Linked DNA regions of Mus musculus: region 2 is linked to region 1. A link is a contact called in public HiChIP or PLAC-seq data. All regions are on one chromosome and are shown on one strand. The core of a region is the stretch at or near the end of the contact, and the rest is flanking DNA. Distances in the headings are between cores, read along the strand shown. Region 1 overlaps Ppp1r9a (protein phosphatase 1, regulatory subunit 9A). Region 2 holds the start of Peg10 (paternally expressed 10).

Region 1 (6,993 bases), core at 3,986-6,485:
TTCCTCTTTACTTTCTGTTGTTGTGATGAAACACCCTGACAAAAAAAACAGCATAGGGGTGTGAAGGCTTTATTTGACTTACAATTCCAAGTCTATCCTGTGGGGGAGTCAATGCAGGGGCTCACACAGTTGCTCACATGATAGTCTGTAAGCTGGAGCGGTGGCAAGGAATGCGTGCATGTTGCCTGCTCGCTTGCTTCTGCTTACTCTCAGCTTTCTCTTCTCTTGCCTAATTAGGATCCTCTTGCAGGTGCTGGCCAAGAAACTCAGAGTTGAGAATTACTGAAATCTACCTGAAGCAAGGGGAGTAATCATATATTCATAGGCTGCTGATTCTTGGAGGTGCTAGCTAGTATGCTAGATAGTATACGTGGTATGTGATTTCTTTCTACAAGCTATGCAGCTAGCCAGGTAAGAAGGAAGACAGGCAGCAGAATGGTCTAGTAAGAAAGCAGTTATTTCTTACCAGATAGGGCAAAAGACCCCTCACGTTTTGCAGGCATGAGTAGCTTTGCAGTAAATATTTGATATGAGAGAAACACACAGGAAGTTCATATTCACCCATTTGTTGAATGATGTGTCTTATTAAGAACCTTAGCCTGCATAGATGACTTTTCAACAACACAGGTTTAGCCTTCTCTTGAGAGGGTGTAACCACACACGGTTTCCAGAACATGAACATCAACTACTGATCACAGGCAGACATTCAAGTCCACACCTTTCTTTAAATGCATCTGATTTTTGATCTTTCTATTTCCTTTGCAAGTCTGATGATTATCACTGATTTTAAGTAAAGAGGAGTTTGTGCTTTTAGTTTTACTCAGCCTTTTTGGTGTCTGTCACGGAATCCCACTAGTCATGAGTTTGTGGCAGTGGTTATGTAATACTCCAGTTGAAGTCTGTCTCTTAGTGCTTACTGTTGCACAAGACAGATTATCACTTTAAAAGGTTAGAGGACCTTGGCATTGTTGCTCTTCTCCTCCTCCTCTTCTTCCTCTTCTTCCTCCTCCTCCTCCTTTTCCTCCTTCTCAGTTTACCATTTTATAATTTATAGATAAATATTGTTAAGGGAAAAATTATGTTGCATTGGCCTGCATTTATTTAGATATTTACAAATATCCCCAAAAATATAAAATATCACCAAGATTAGAATTGCACACTGTAAGCAGGGAGAGACATGAATTGGTCTCTGTCTAAGAGAATGTAGCCCCAGACAGAGTTTCCTCTTTGAATTTAACTGTATTTACTCGGTCTGAATTTCTTTGAGATAACAATGCTGCTGTTTTGGAATTTAGCCTCTCTTGAAAGACATTTTTCATATTAGCACATTATATCCAAAGTATTTCATGCTAAATAGTTAAAGTTGAAAAGAGTCTCAGGCACAAATATCTAGATTAATTGTGTCAAAGTTAATTTTGTACTTTTAAATGTGGAAATTACAGGAAGTCTCTTTTGTGGCTTAGTGTACTTAGTCTTTCTCAATGATTGTGGTTTTTCTTTCTGTAGGAAAGTCTGTCAGATTTTGGTCTGTTTATGAGCTACTGGTTGTAGGGAAATAAAGATGCTATCTGTTTTTGTGGTCTTCTTTAACCAGAACTATCAAGTTAAGACTTAATATGGAGGTTCAGAATAGTAGCTATATATTTGTATATTTTCATGTCTGTGTCACAGATTCTTTAAAATAGGAGCCATATATGCAACAAAGACATACATATAAGACAAAGGCATACACACACACACACACACACACACACACACATGTGTGTGTGTGTGTGTGTGTATTATATATGGATATATTATATATCCCTATTCTCTTGTATAATTTCTTATTTTTATTTATTTAATTTGAATGTTTAATCACATATTTACTACTAATCAGGAATTATTATCAACCCTGGCATTTGAAAACTACCCTACTAGAAGGAACAACTGCCCCATTAAAATAATTCACAGTTGGGTGGCTTTAGATTCTAAAAGAGGCTCAACTTAGTGAGTCAGGCTTTAGCTTGGCAGGAGAGCACTTTCCATCCATTCCTCTTCCTTGTGAAGGACTTAGAGGAAAATGCGTAGAGCAACATTTAAAGCTATGAACATTTGAAAAATAGCTAAAATCTTAGCTCAAGGGGTTAATATACAGTGTACACATGGAAACACACACATATGAATAAATGTATATGTCTGCAATTTAAGATACATAAAATAGCCACATAATTTTAAGAAAGCACTTCAAAATGGTGTTAGCTCCATATTTTCAATGAATCAAGAATATAATAAAGGTGGCAAAATACATTTCGTGAGGGTTGGGGCACTAGATCTAAGAGCAGGTTCCTGGCAGTGGGCATGACAGTATACTCCCTTTTAATGAAAGGCACGACTAAGGTCACCTGGGAAAGAGACTTCAGAAAGGGAGGTTACGCTAACGTGTAAGAGTGTAGGAAGCACGGATATTGGATTATATCTGAATATCGGATTGAGCAGGTTTCCCTTCAGCTGTGCGGCCTGCATTTGAATTCTGTTGTGAAAAAAGAAAGAACTGCTGGTTCGTTTCAGGCCGCTGTCTTTCTTTCATTGCTATGTGGAGTACAACTTAGGAGCTAGTGTAAGGGGATGTATGACCAGTTGGAAAGTAACAGTGTGGGGCATATGCATCAAGATGTCACTTAGTCAGGCTCGCCTCCAGGACAAAAGGACATCTCCAAATGGAGGAAGCAGTTGTCCTGACTGCAGCTCAAACCTTCTCTCAAGGTCACAACCTGCAGTGTCTTTTCCTTTGCTTTTCTTTTTCCTTTGAACTGAGCTTTTCAGATGTAAAGAAAGCTTTAGGGCTTAGCTTGCTTGTGGTTTAGTACTGGAGTGACAAGATACCCAGCAGGAAGCCCTGAGCTCTACTCCAGATACAAAGAACAGGAAAAAACAAAACAAAACAAAACAAAACAAAAACCAAAAAACAAACAAACAAAAGCTTTCTTCATTCTGAAGAGACAAAGTCAGGGTTCCAGGGGCAGAGGGAGACTCAAGAACTTTCTCATAGAGTTCCTTGGATGGGAAGTGAGAAGTGGAAACAGTTATGGGCATTATAAAATCATATTTAATAAAGGACCATGGCATATAAAAGGTTTATGAGCATAATCTGGCATCAGAGAAATTAGTGGTAAAGTTACAGTGTCCCTATCATTAGATGCACCATTAGAAGGGCGTGCAGATGGAGTCATAGGAGCAGTGACACAGAGTTGGGGTGAATGTCAATATGAGCATCATTTAATATTTAATATGACAATTGCTTAAAAAGTTAATCACCTGGCCTCCAAGGCATATTCCATTCCTGGTTGTGGACATAAGAGGGACAAGAGTGTACCCACATAGATGTGATATTCACACACATCTTTTATTTGTAGTAGTCAAAACTGGAAACAACCCAAGTGTCATCATGAAGGGAGTGGATAGCAGTGTTCTATCTATTCGGTGGTCCAATTCTCAACAACAAAAAGAAGTAAGCCTCATCCATCAATCCCAAATTGCATTTAAATGAAACTCCCCACAAAGGAACGTGTGTTGAACATACTACTTAGGCATAGCTCTAGAAAATCTAAAGAATTCTTCAGTGGCATAAAGCTGGACAGTTTTGTGTAGCTCTGGGGGTAGAGAATGGATTATAAAAGATGCACTAGCCACTTTGCGAGGTGGATTGTCGAGATACTGATAGAAGCAGCAGAAGGCAGAGGGAAGGAAGGGCTTGTTGTGGATCACTAATTGGGTAGATGGTCCATCCTGGGGAAGGAGTGGCAGAGAGAGGCTCTAGCTGTGACGGCATGAACATGCGTCTGCTGGTTGCATTTTGTTTGGAGTCAGGAAGCAGAGACAGAGATTGATGCTTAGCTGGTGCCTCCTCTTACCATCTTTTTATAATTTTAACCCAAAACCTCATCCTAATGGGAAGGTACTCTCTCCACACTAGGATGGGGCTTTCCCCGTTGGTTAACCTTCTCTGGAAAGGCTTCACGAATATGCTCAGATGTGGTTTCTTAGGTGACTCTGAATCCAGTCATAATGACAGAATCCAGTTATGTTGACAGTAGAGATTTAGAACCAGCATGCAGGGGACAGGTATGATGGTAAGGATGGCTTCTTGGCTGGATATGATCCGAACTCATTTGACTACTTCAAATTGAGTCTTAAGACATAGACAAATGAAAATATTTCAAATATTTTGTTTTGTTTTTGAGAAATTGTAGGTTCAGCTGTGTCATATAAAAGAGTTTCACTTGTCTTTGCTTCCTGTGCGTTTTATGGCTTTCCATGAGTTCTCTCCACCGAGTGCACTTTTAATGTCATTTATTTTCATTTATTTAGACTTTAGAATAAGCTTCCAGAGTTTGTATTTCATTCTTTCCTGCCTTGTAAATTTAGAGCCCTGAGAGATCATCACAGGGCCTTTTTGGAATTCTATCTTGTGACTGTGGATAAATTATCTTTACTATGCTGCATTGTCTTGGAGCACTAGAAGCAGATCAACAGTATCTAAGCAGAGATCATGTTTAGTCTTTTCAGATAATGTGGTTCTCTGATGCCATGTTGACTAGTCAGAGTAAAAGCAAATCAAAGGTGCAAATCCAGTCTGGATTAGCTAGGATTTATAATCATGAATATAGATAAAATTAAAAGAAAATATAAAACGTGAATTTGCATTTTATAGTAAATATTTGGAATAACTTAAAATATTGATCACAAATGCTCTGCTGAAAGGAAATTTAAAATTTAATAAAATGTGACACATTCTGTTTTCGCAATATTTTGGAAATGGAGGCAGAATGATCAGGGCAGCATAGTCTCACTCTTGCAAAAAGTTGATAGTAAATTTAATGTAGTATTCATATACATGTAGTTAGCTTAGGTAAATTTTAATTTGAAGTCACAGTGATTTAAATATCAGATATGCTTTCTAGGATTATAAAAAAGATACTGTGGTTGTCTAAATAGACAGTAAGTTTTCTGTGCAAGATTCAAACAAATCTGCTTTTTTATATATTAAAAACAAATGCCTTCTTTGAGGTTTAACACTCAAAATATGTTCCTGAGTTCTACTCTAGTGTACTTAATACACAAAGACCATTCTGTTTAACATACACAAATGAGTTTGGCACCCAGATGTTCCCTGGCGACAGGAATGGGGCACTGCAGCGGTAGCGTGAGGTGGGGCTGCATTGACATAATGGCCTCTTTGAGTGGAGCCTGCAGCAGGAAGGTAGCTTTGCTGAGCAAACGTTGTGCTTTCACTCTTTCACCCATGCTTGAGCAAACAAGGAGTTCCGTGTGAGCAGTCTGCTTGCCAGTCGGTCCCAAGAAAGCCTCAGAAGGTATTCTTAAAGAGCCAAGGCAAACAGCTTCTGTTTTGGGTGCATGTATCACAGCTGAGCCTTCTGCTTGAAGAGCCTCATTTAATCCTTTCTGCCTCTGGGAGGGTGCTCCCAAACGCTGTCCTAGACACTGGAGCATTGATGAGCACAGACATATAGAGGCTCTGTGTGCTCTTTCTACCAAGTCCTTCCCGCTCACACTGCTGTCACGGTCTTTTTCATACGGCAAGGCCATAAGCCTTAAAGGAGGGTAAACATCGTTGAATGGCACCCTTGCTATCACTATTAGCAAGTCTTGTGTGAAGGAACCTTTCTGGTGTTCTGAAATGTGGGCAAGTTTTGAGCCCATTGGAAGTCAGTCAGATTTTCATTAGCATTCAGAGAAGTATTACCTAGCTTCCATGTTGACATTTTCAACCAAGATGTTTCTGTTGTCCCCACTCCCGATTTTCCCCCCTCCAATATCCCACTTCCCCTCGGGCTTCCTTTCTGCTTCCGTGTTACATATTCTTTTGCCTTACCCTACCCTCTCACTTCCTCTTGTTCCCTTTCATGGTATCTATCTTCATAACCTATGTCCCTCTCATACCAGGCAATTAATTATGGTATTAAATTGTAAACAATTCAAACACAATTTGAAATGATATTTAACAGTTTTATCATAGTTGAATAAAAGGAGCCCAGAAGGCCTGTTTAGTTCTAGGTAATTATAAAAGCCATGTGTGTTATGACTTGTTTTTCTTAGTAAGTTTGGTAAATAACTACTAGGTATGGCAGATTCATGACATGCTGTTGTTAAAATTGTCACAATTAATGCCCACGTATGGAATATTACCTAACCAAGTCCTGGAGTCGCCTATGTCAAAACTCTGTTTTTATATAGACCATAGTTGTTTGCTTTGAGCAAAATTATTTGGGCCACATTTTGACTTCTTATTTCCAGTTCACGCGTTGAGAATCAGAACTGATATTCATTGCTGCTGACATACCTTGCGTCTATCTGTTTTATTGTTACTGAAGGGCAGAAAGTGTTCCCGAGTGTGGCAGCTTGAGTAGTCTTGTGCTCATGCACTGTATCGCTGTGTGTTGCCCGTGACATTGGCTGTGTAGAAGGATCTGGGGCTGCATCCTATCTCGACCATCACTTACTCTGTCCCCTGTCTCAGATTATCCTTCAGTTCTAAGATTAAATCTCTTTTTGCAAATGTTCCCATGTTTAGATCCCAGCTCTGGGATTCAAGCCACCAGCAGGATAACACTGTACAGTTGTCTCAGAGCACGAGCTTCTCTAAAATAGTGATGTGTGTGTGTCAAGGTAAGAACGCAAATGAGAGGTATTTACTGAAATTACAAATTTCCAATCAGCTAGTAAGACGCTCTTACGGAAACCACCATTCAATCCTACTTTTAGGTTGTTATTGAAATCAACAAGTTGAGTAAGCTGAGCTTGCTCAGCATGCAGTGGTGCGCTGGATAGCCAGGAGGTGCTGCAGGGTTTGGAACTCCTCCCAGCCTGCTGGGGGCCAGAGCGGCTGTGCTGCTGGGTTCTGGGTTGTTTGCACTGATGTCCAGTTAGGCTTCTAAAACTTCACAGTTTCATATTTTTCAGCATTTTCTATTTCTTTTTGTTTGTTTGTTT
Region 2 (6,674 bases), core at 3,344-5,843, 240 kb before region 1:
AATTCATTGCTATCTTTACTACAGTTACACATCTTTAAAAAAAATTAACAATGAAAATCATGTGCAGAGAATTTGGCTTGGACACAGTTGATGTCAAATGGCTTTAGACCATTGAGAATCTCTTTCCAACCAGAAAACGCTAAGCAGAAAAATAGTCTCTGATAGGACTTGTTGATCCCTGGGAGAATCAGCCTTGCTTTCTTTCCATTAGCATTGTCTTCTTTCTCTTTCCCCACTCTTTCCTTTTTTTCAACGCCAAATTGCTATTTAGACTTAATAAGCTGATAACATAGTTAAGAGTAGACTAGAAAACAAGATACGGCATTTTAGAAAAAGAAGTCTGGATGATGTGCCCGCGCACCCATGTGTGTGTGTGTGTGTGTGTGTGTGTGTGTGTGTGTGTGCAGTTCATCTCTCTATCTGTCTGCCTTTCTCTGTTTGACAGGTTAGGAACATATGGAAAACAGGGGATAGGAACCAAAAACAGAGCAAAGTACAAAGGTTCCCTTCTAGCCCAAGTACAGAACAGACAAACCCAACCCGTGTCATCTGATTAGATGGGGTCCTTTTTCACACTGAGACTCTGAAATAAAATAAATAATAAACAGGATGTATATTTAGATGTTTAGAATAGAGACTATGAAAATGTAAAGATGAAAAAAAAAAAAGATCAGGTAGGATAGACTGTGTGGACAAACAGGACAAATAGAAAAGAAACGGAGTGTGGACTAATTGTGGAGGGAAAGAAGCATCATGTGTAAGCACTGTGCTTATCAGATCCACAAACAATCTGAGTATTTAACTTGAAACATTTTTAAAAACCCAGCATGTCTTTGCTGCTTTAGCCTTTTCTTTAAGGGTGATTTTCATCCATGGGAAACTAGTGTTTGAAGCTGAACTCGGGCTATCTGTCACACTCAGGTTATCTCTAGCCCGTTTTTATGGTGTGTTCATTGCCGTCTGTAAAGTCTGTGAGACAAGTGAAAATTCCAGCTGGCTGAGAGACATAATTTACTCCACAAATGAAGTTATGCTATATATACACAAGATAAACCAATAGCTGCTAGATTTATGGCAAGCTGTTATAATAACAGATTAAAAAAAAAAAAACCCAATTCAAACCTTAGTTACTCTTTCAAAAGTGAAATCTTTATCTTGTTTAGAAATGATTTACTCCTAGTACCCTAGAAGCTAAGCCAACTACAGGCAGAAAATAAGCACATTCATATCCATATCAATATCAATTTCTCATTAAAAAAGGATAAAATGCCCAAATAGGTAGTCTATTATTTGTCTTGTGAAATCTCTACCTTAGCTTTGAACTATAAACCTTCTTACTCCTCTAGAACTTATCCTAAATATAAGAGATAAATCAACAGCTTCATAGATACGGGGCAAATTGCCACAAAATAGGTAAAATGTATAAACAGAAGATGTGCGATGTCAAAATCCTGCTTAGTGTTAATACAGAGTTCTGTCACTCCACTCTGAACTAAAAATGGTGGTAAAGCAAGAGATGATAGCTCCTGAGCACTCTTCAAAAATGGATAAAATGTTCCAATACAAAGAGCAGCTAGTTACCTAGTGAAGTGAACGATGCATAGTAACACGGCGTAGCTTCACTCACCCTTGTGAAAAGCCGGCACAAAATAATCCACACGGGGGAAAAAAATCTTAAAAGTCACCTGGATAGTAAATACCATAAGTGCTTAAGATCTTATCTATCAATCTATCAGTATTAGGACATATTGGTATTTAATGTTAGTTAAATGCTCAAGTGTCAATTAATTTTGTCTATTCACTTAAATATTGTTTGTTCTTTCAGCTAGCAAGAAAGTTTTACCTAAACAGCTGCTATTGCCTTTTCCCTAGGAGAACTATAATTTGAATAAAGTTAAAAAAAAAAAAGGTGTATCAAGCATTAAAAAGCATCAAGGATATTGATCAGAATTATATCTCCATGTGATAATCCTGAGGCGGGGAGCCACGGCTCAGCTCGTTGGTTTGAAATACTTAGGTGTTGTTGCTGTTCATATACCTCAATCAGGAAATATTAATTTAATGTTGCTTATTTTTAAAGAAAATTGTAAAATTAGTATTATTTGATGCTCAAAATCCACTACTTGGAAAGAAAACAGGGGAAGAAATTAATTTGATTCAATATTTAATTTTGAGAAAAAAAAGTATATACAACCCTATAAAAACCCATATTCTTTAGATCCCTCTGTAAGCATAGAGGGAAGTCTGGAAGGGCAAACCGCACTTTGCCGACACCAGAGCAAGCCAAGGATGTCACAGGTGATCTTGGTTGCCTTAGTAAGGTACCTTCTGGAACTTGGACCATGAGAGAGAATTACTATTATTACACAAGTACCAACAAAGCCATATCTATTTTTTAGGCCGTCAATCAATCAAAAAATAAAAATACTGGCTAACATTTTGAAATGAAAAAGTCAAATAAATTTAAGCTCTGAAAGATGGGTGATTTTTAAAACTTGAATTTTCCTTACTTTTTAGATCCATGTTTTCTGTAAGTGTCAGTTTTTTAAAAGTGAACTCTTAAAAAGCTCTCAGTGAACAGCTTGGTGAATTAACTTTGAGGGTGAAAGAAATTGCTCGTAAGCATATGAGAGTCCCGCAGTCACCGGAACAGGGACTGTTAAATAAACATTGTTTTAAAATCCTGGAATCAGTCTGTCTTGCAGAAAAGGATAAACACTTTTAAATTAAAAGTAATGATTATGTTCGCCCAATTTCCTAGATAAATGTCCTTTGCTCTTGGAAATCTGCACTTATTTATTTCTGGAGGTCAACATTTAATTTCTAATAAGTAGATTCCCAGGAAATGAATGAGTTTTGCTTAGTGCTAAAAAGCTTAATGCTTTGTACAGCGCAGGGTCCTGTCGTTCACAATGGGTCAAAGTCTTGTTTTTCCTTTAAGGAAAAAAAATGCTGCAGAAGTATTGCTGAAATATGCTCAGTTTTAGTCTTTAAAAAACAAATATGTTTCATCTGTGATTTATAAATCTAACTCAGTTGTAGACAATTTGATTTTCCTTTTAACCTTAACTTTTTTGACAAAGATTAGCAACAGATTGTTAATTTTCTCAGCACCTAAGACTTTGAGCAGCTTAGGTGGGAATCCGAATTAAGGTTTTATTTAACATCCTTTCCCAGTCAGTATTTGAATGCCTTGTTCCTTTGCAAATTTCTCTAACAAAACAACAACAACAAACAAACAAACAAAAAAAATTTACAGGTTTATGTTTCAAGCCAAGGAAATGCTTGGAGCTGAGTCTCGGTGACCTGTTTCAAAGGTTTGAACCTACAGTTACTGCTCCCCAAAACATTCATTCACCCACAAGATTTAGAAACATAAAACGGCGCGGGGTGGGGGGGGAAGCTGAGGTCTCCGTGTAAACCTCACAAAGTCCGTAGCTGAAGGCTTCCAAAGCCCGCCAAGAACATTGGAAGCATCCACAGCTGTTTTCAATTGTTCTTGCTTTCCCTTCGTAACGTATTTAGTAGGGCAATGGGTGCTGTTTGCAGCATCTCTGGCCCCCAGCCATGGTTGACCCTGACCTGCACACCGCCGTTTGGCTCCCAGAATTTCATGATCCTGCTTCCGTGTTCGGTAAAACCTAAGGAAAAATCAGGTTCGCGCCACCAGGAAATATGCTTTAAAAAAAAAAAAAAAAAAAAAGCGCGCGGGGGGGGGGGGGCTTCGATCTTTTAAATGTCACATTTTGGTGGTCTTTTTCTCTCTCAACCAGATCCCAGAAAATGAGAAAAGATGTACATCTTTGTGTAAGAGAGAAAGCAGCTGGCCAGACATGTCCTTTGGTTCACATCTAGGCCAGGGAGTCTCAATTGTGGGATAAAACCCCCATCCCCACCCCGAGGGGCAACGACCCCCCAAGTCTGTTTCAGGGATCAGAAGATGTCCACCACTAGGCTGGGGGGGCGAGGAGGGGCGCCCTTCTTAATGGAAACTGGAGCTGAATTCCTGCCCTGCTGGACAGGGAGGGGCCGTGGGGGTGCAGAGAGAAAGAGAAGGCCAGGGGTCAAGCCTGGGGAGGGACCCACTTGGCCCAAAAGGTGGGCTGCAGGGTGTCCTGAAAGAGGGGTGCTGTGAGGGGGAGGCATTGGGCATAGAGCGGGACTAGCACCCTTTGGGCACGCCCTGGTACCCCGGAACCCGAGTGGGGGAGTGTGAGGCGGCGGCCTGTGGGCCCCTGAACCTCCATGTCGCGCGCAGGCCACTAACCTGTCAGTAAGAATGTGCCAGTGGTCGCGGGGCTCATCTTGAGTGTCCCCCGACCCTTTCCCGTCCAAGCACAAGGGTCTCCCAGCTCCCACCACCAGAATAATAGCATTCTTGGCCTGCCTAAGCCAACCGTCCTCGATCCTCCCCTCCCCTCCCTTTCTTTTTTTCCTCCCAGCTTGGCCAGTTCAGCATCGCGCACCCCCCCTTCCTGAGCCCATGCTGCCCCTAGCGGCGGGCCAAAGCAGTGCATGCCGCGCCCCCACCCCATCCCCCAAGGCGCCCGCCCACGCGCCCCCCTCCGCCCCCGCTGCTCGCGAAGCACGCTGGGATTTGGCGCCCCCCCTCCTAGGATCTCTCTATATAAGGCAAGCAGTCCGGACTCCCGATACACGCGTTTCCAACTTGAGTTGGTGTGTGTCGAAGAATCCTGACCAACTACGACCTGGGGAGAGCAGCCAACCGAGAAGGTCCACCGAGCCTCGCCTAGGTCTGCTGCGCGGGCTGCGGTCCGGAGCCTTCTCCGGACCGCGGTCACCCAGTGGACCGGGCCGTCGCGGGACCCCTCATCCTTCGTGGCATCGCAGAGGAATCCTCGTGTGGTGAGTATGGTTAGGATTTTTTTTTTTTTTTTAACTCCAAGAAAACGGTCACACGCAATCCCCGTTTTACATCGGGAGCTGCGGGAGATAAAAGTAGCGCCCCCCAAAATATCTCCTCGCAAATTTTGTCAAGCCTTCAGTGGCCAGATCCTGAGACGAGAGCGTGGAAAGCAAGTCTTCACGGCTTCGGGTCCGCGAATTCGGTTTCCACGACTCGCGTCCAGAAATGGTCGGTAGACACATGAGCTGCGGACAGCGATGAGCTGCAGACGCACATGAGCTACTGACCGAATTGTGATGAGCTCCCCAAATACGCTGCAAAGTGACTGGCTCTGCACTCTTAAGTGCCGCGCTACGAACGGATTGCACTGCAGACGGCCGCGTCTTGCGCTGTGATAAACTAACGGGCGCTTCATGCGCTACAAAATCCTAATAGGCGCTTCATGCGCTACAAAATACTCATAGGCGCTTCATGCGCTACAAAATACTCATAGGCGCTTCATGCGCTACAAAATACTCATAGGCGCTTCATGCGCTACAAAATACTCATAGGCACTTCACACGCTACGAACTGATGGGCGCTTCATGCGCTTCGCTGTACTAATGGGCGCTTCATGTGCTACGATGTACTAATGAGCGCTTAATGCGCTTCGCTGTACTAATGGGCGCGCCATGCGCTTCACTGTACTAATGGGCGCTTCATGCGCTTCAGCGTACGAACGAGCAAATGAAACGGGCGAACAGGCGAACCTGTGAACGGGGCGAACGGGGCGCTTCATGCGCCACAAACCAGCCCGAACTACGGTGATACCCAAAACCGATTCGTGTTTCACGTATTCAATTTGGAAAGCTGCAGGAGAGTAACCAAACGCAAAAGCGCAACAAGAGTGAATTTAGAAAATGCGCTACAAACTGCGGCACAGGCATAAGACCTGCAGCCTCTTAAGTGACACAGAAAGTAGCGTTGGGAAGACGAGAGAACGTATCTCTCCTTGGTGAGGGGACAACACAGTTCACCTTTCGGGTCAAAACTGGCTCCGTTTTCCTGTCGGACGGCTATCTGCATGATGGTGGTGGTGCTGGTGGTAAACAAAATGGAGCCCTGGGAGGCCAAAATTGGTTTTAACATTCTGCCCACGTAACTCCTGCTTATGGCAGTGGAGTGGAGGGGTGCTGGATTTTGGAGATGGCGGAATGGCCTGCCTTGTCTAGTGGTGATTGATTGAGGTGACGGTGACGGTGCACTGGACTTGGGGACACGAATGGGTGTCCAGCAACAGTTTGTGGAAACTGTCCGGTTTTCTGGGTGGGCACGAAGCCAAGGTGGGAGGTGGGAGATGATGGGAGGTGGGAGATGATGGGAGGTGGGAGATGATGGGACGGTGGGAGGTGGGGGATTCACTCTTGCTGCACGGAAGGGATCTGGTGGTTGGGAGCTGGTGGGAGGGGTCTGGGGAGGTAGGGGGGCGGGGGGAGGCATGCAGTCATTCTGCAGCCCTGTTGTAGCCAGTCTCAGACCTGCCCCGCCCATCTAGCCTTGCCTCATCTGCAGAGAGGCCGCGCGCCTCGCCTGTCGCGCGCTTTTCCAGAACATGCTTCCACAGGCCCAACCTCCCAAGTGCTGACGCCTTAGAGCCAGCCTACCTGGTCCCCACCCCCAAGGCCCGCCTCCTCTGAGGTGGCCTGCCTAGCCCCCGCCCCCAAGGCCCCGCCTCTCTTACTGTTCAGCTCCTCCCAGAGCTCCTCCAAGGTGGCCCAGAGCCCCGCCTTCCCCCAGCCTGCTTGCGCCTGCGCAATGCGGGCTGCAA

What was found. HiChIP or PLAC-seq counts read pairs in DNA pulled down with a chosen protein or histone mark.
Region 2: an H3K4me3 HiChIP or PLAC-seq map of embryonic limb bud shows a contact between it and region 1, with 4 times the contacts expected there. The contact joins the promoter of Peg10 here to the enhancer-like site in region 1. A contact is called at or near these places in 4 of 39 promoter capture datasets (embryonic stem cells, hippocampal neurons, liver and 1 more), 6 of 484 Hi-C or Micro-C datasets (embryonic fibroblasts, embryonic stem cells, forebrain and 1 more), 8 of 115 datasets of contacts at active chromatin or transcription factors (embryonic hindbrain, embryonic limb bud, embryonic stem cells and 2 more) and 2 of 9 other capture datasets (adipose tissue and pancreatic islet).

What each region holds. Positions count from the first base shown.
Region 1 is chr6:4,977,591-4,984,583 of GRCm38.p6, forward strand. The region is part of intron 2 of Ppp1r9a (protein phosphatase 1, regulatory subunit 9A); the gene reads left to right. Among named protein-coding and RNA genes, the nearest start is that of Gm52886, 74 kb to the right of the region's middle. Within about 2 kb of position 5,236, at least 72 of the 459 cell types and tissues checked have an H3K27ac peak or open chromatin away from gene starts, as enhancers often do. A contact at or near this core is called in embryonic limb bud, embryonic stem cells and forebrain, where this site is marked.
Region 2 is chr6:4,742,713-4,749,386 of GRCm38.p6, forward strand. Peg10 (paternally expressed 10) reads left to right here and starts at 4,594. Exons shown (of 2, transcript NM_130877.2): 1 at 4,594-4,866. Sgce (sarcoglycan, epsilon) reads right to left here and starts at 4,492. Exons shown (of 11, transcript NM_011360.3): 1 at 4,268-4,492. The coding sequence starts at 4,376.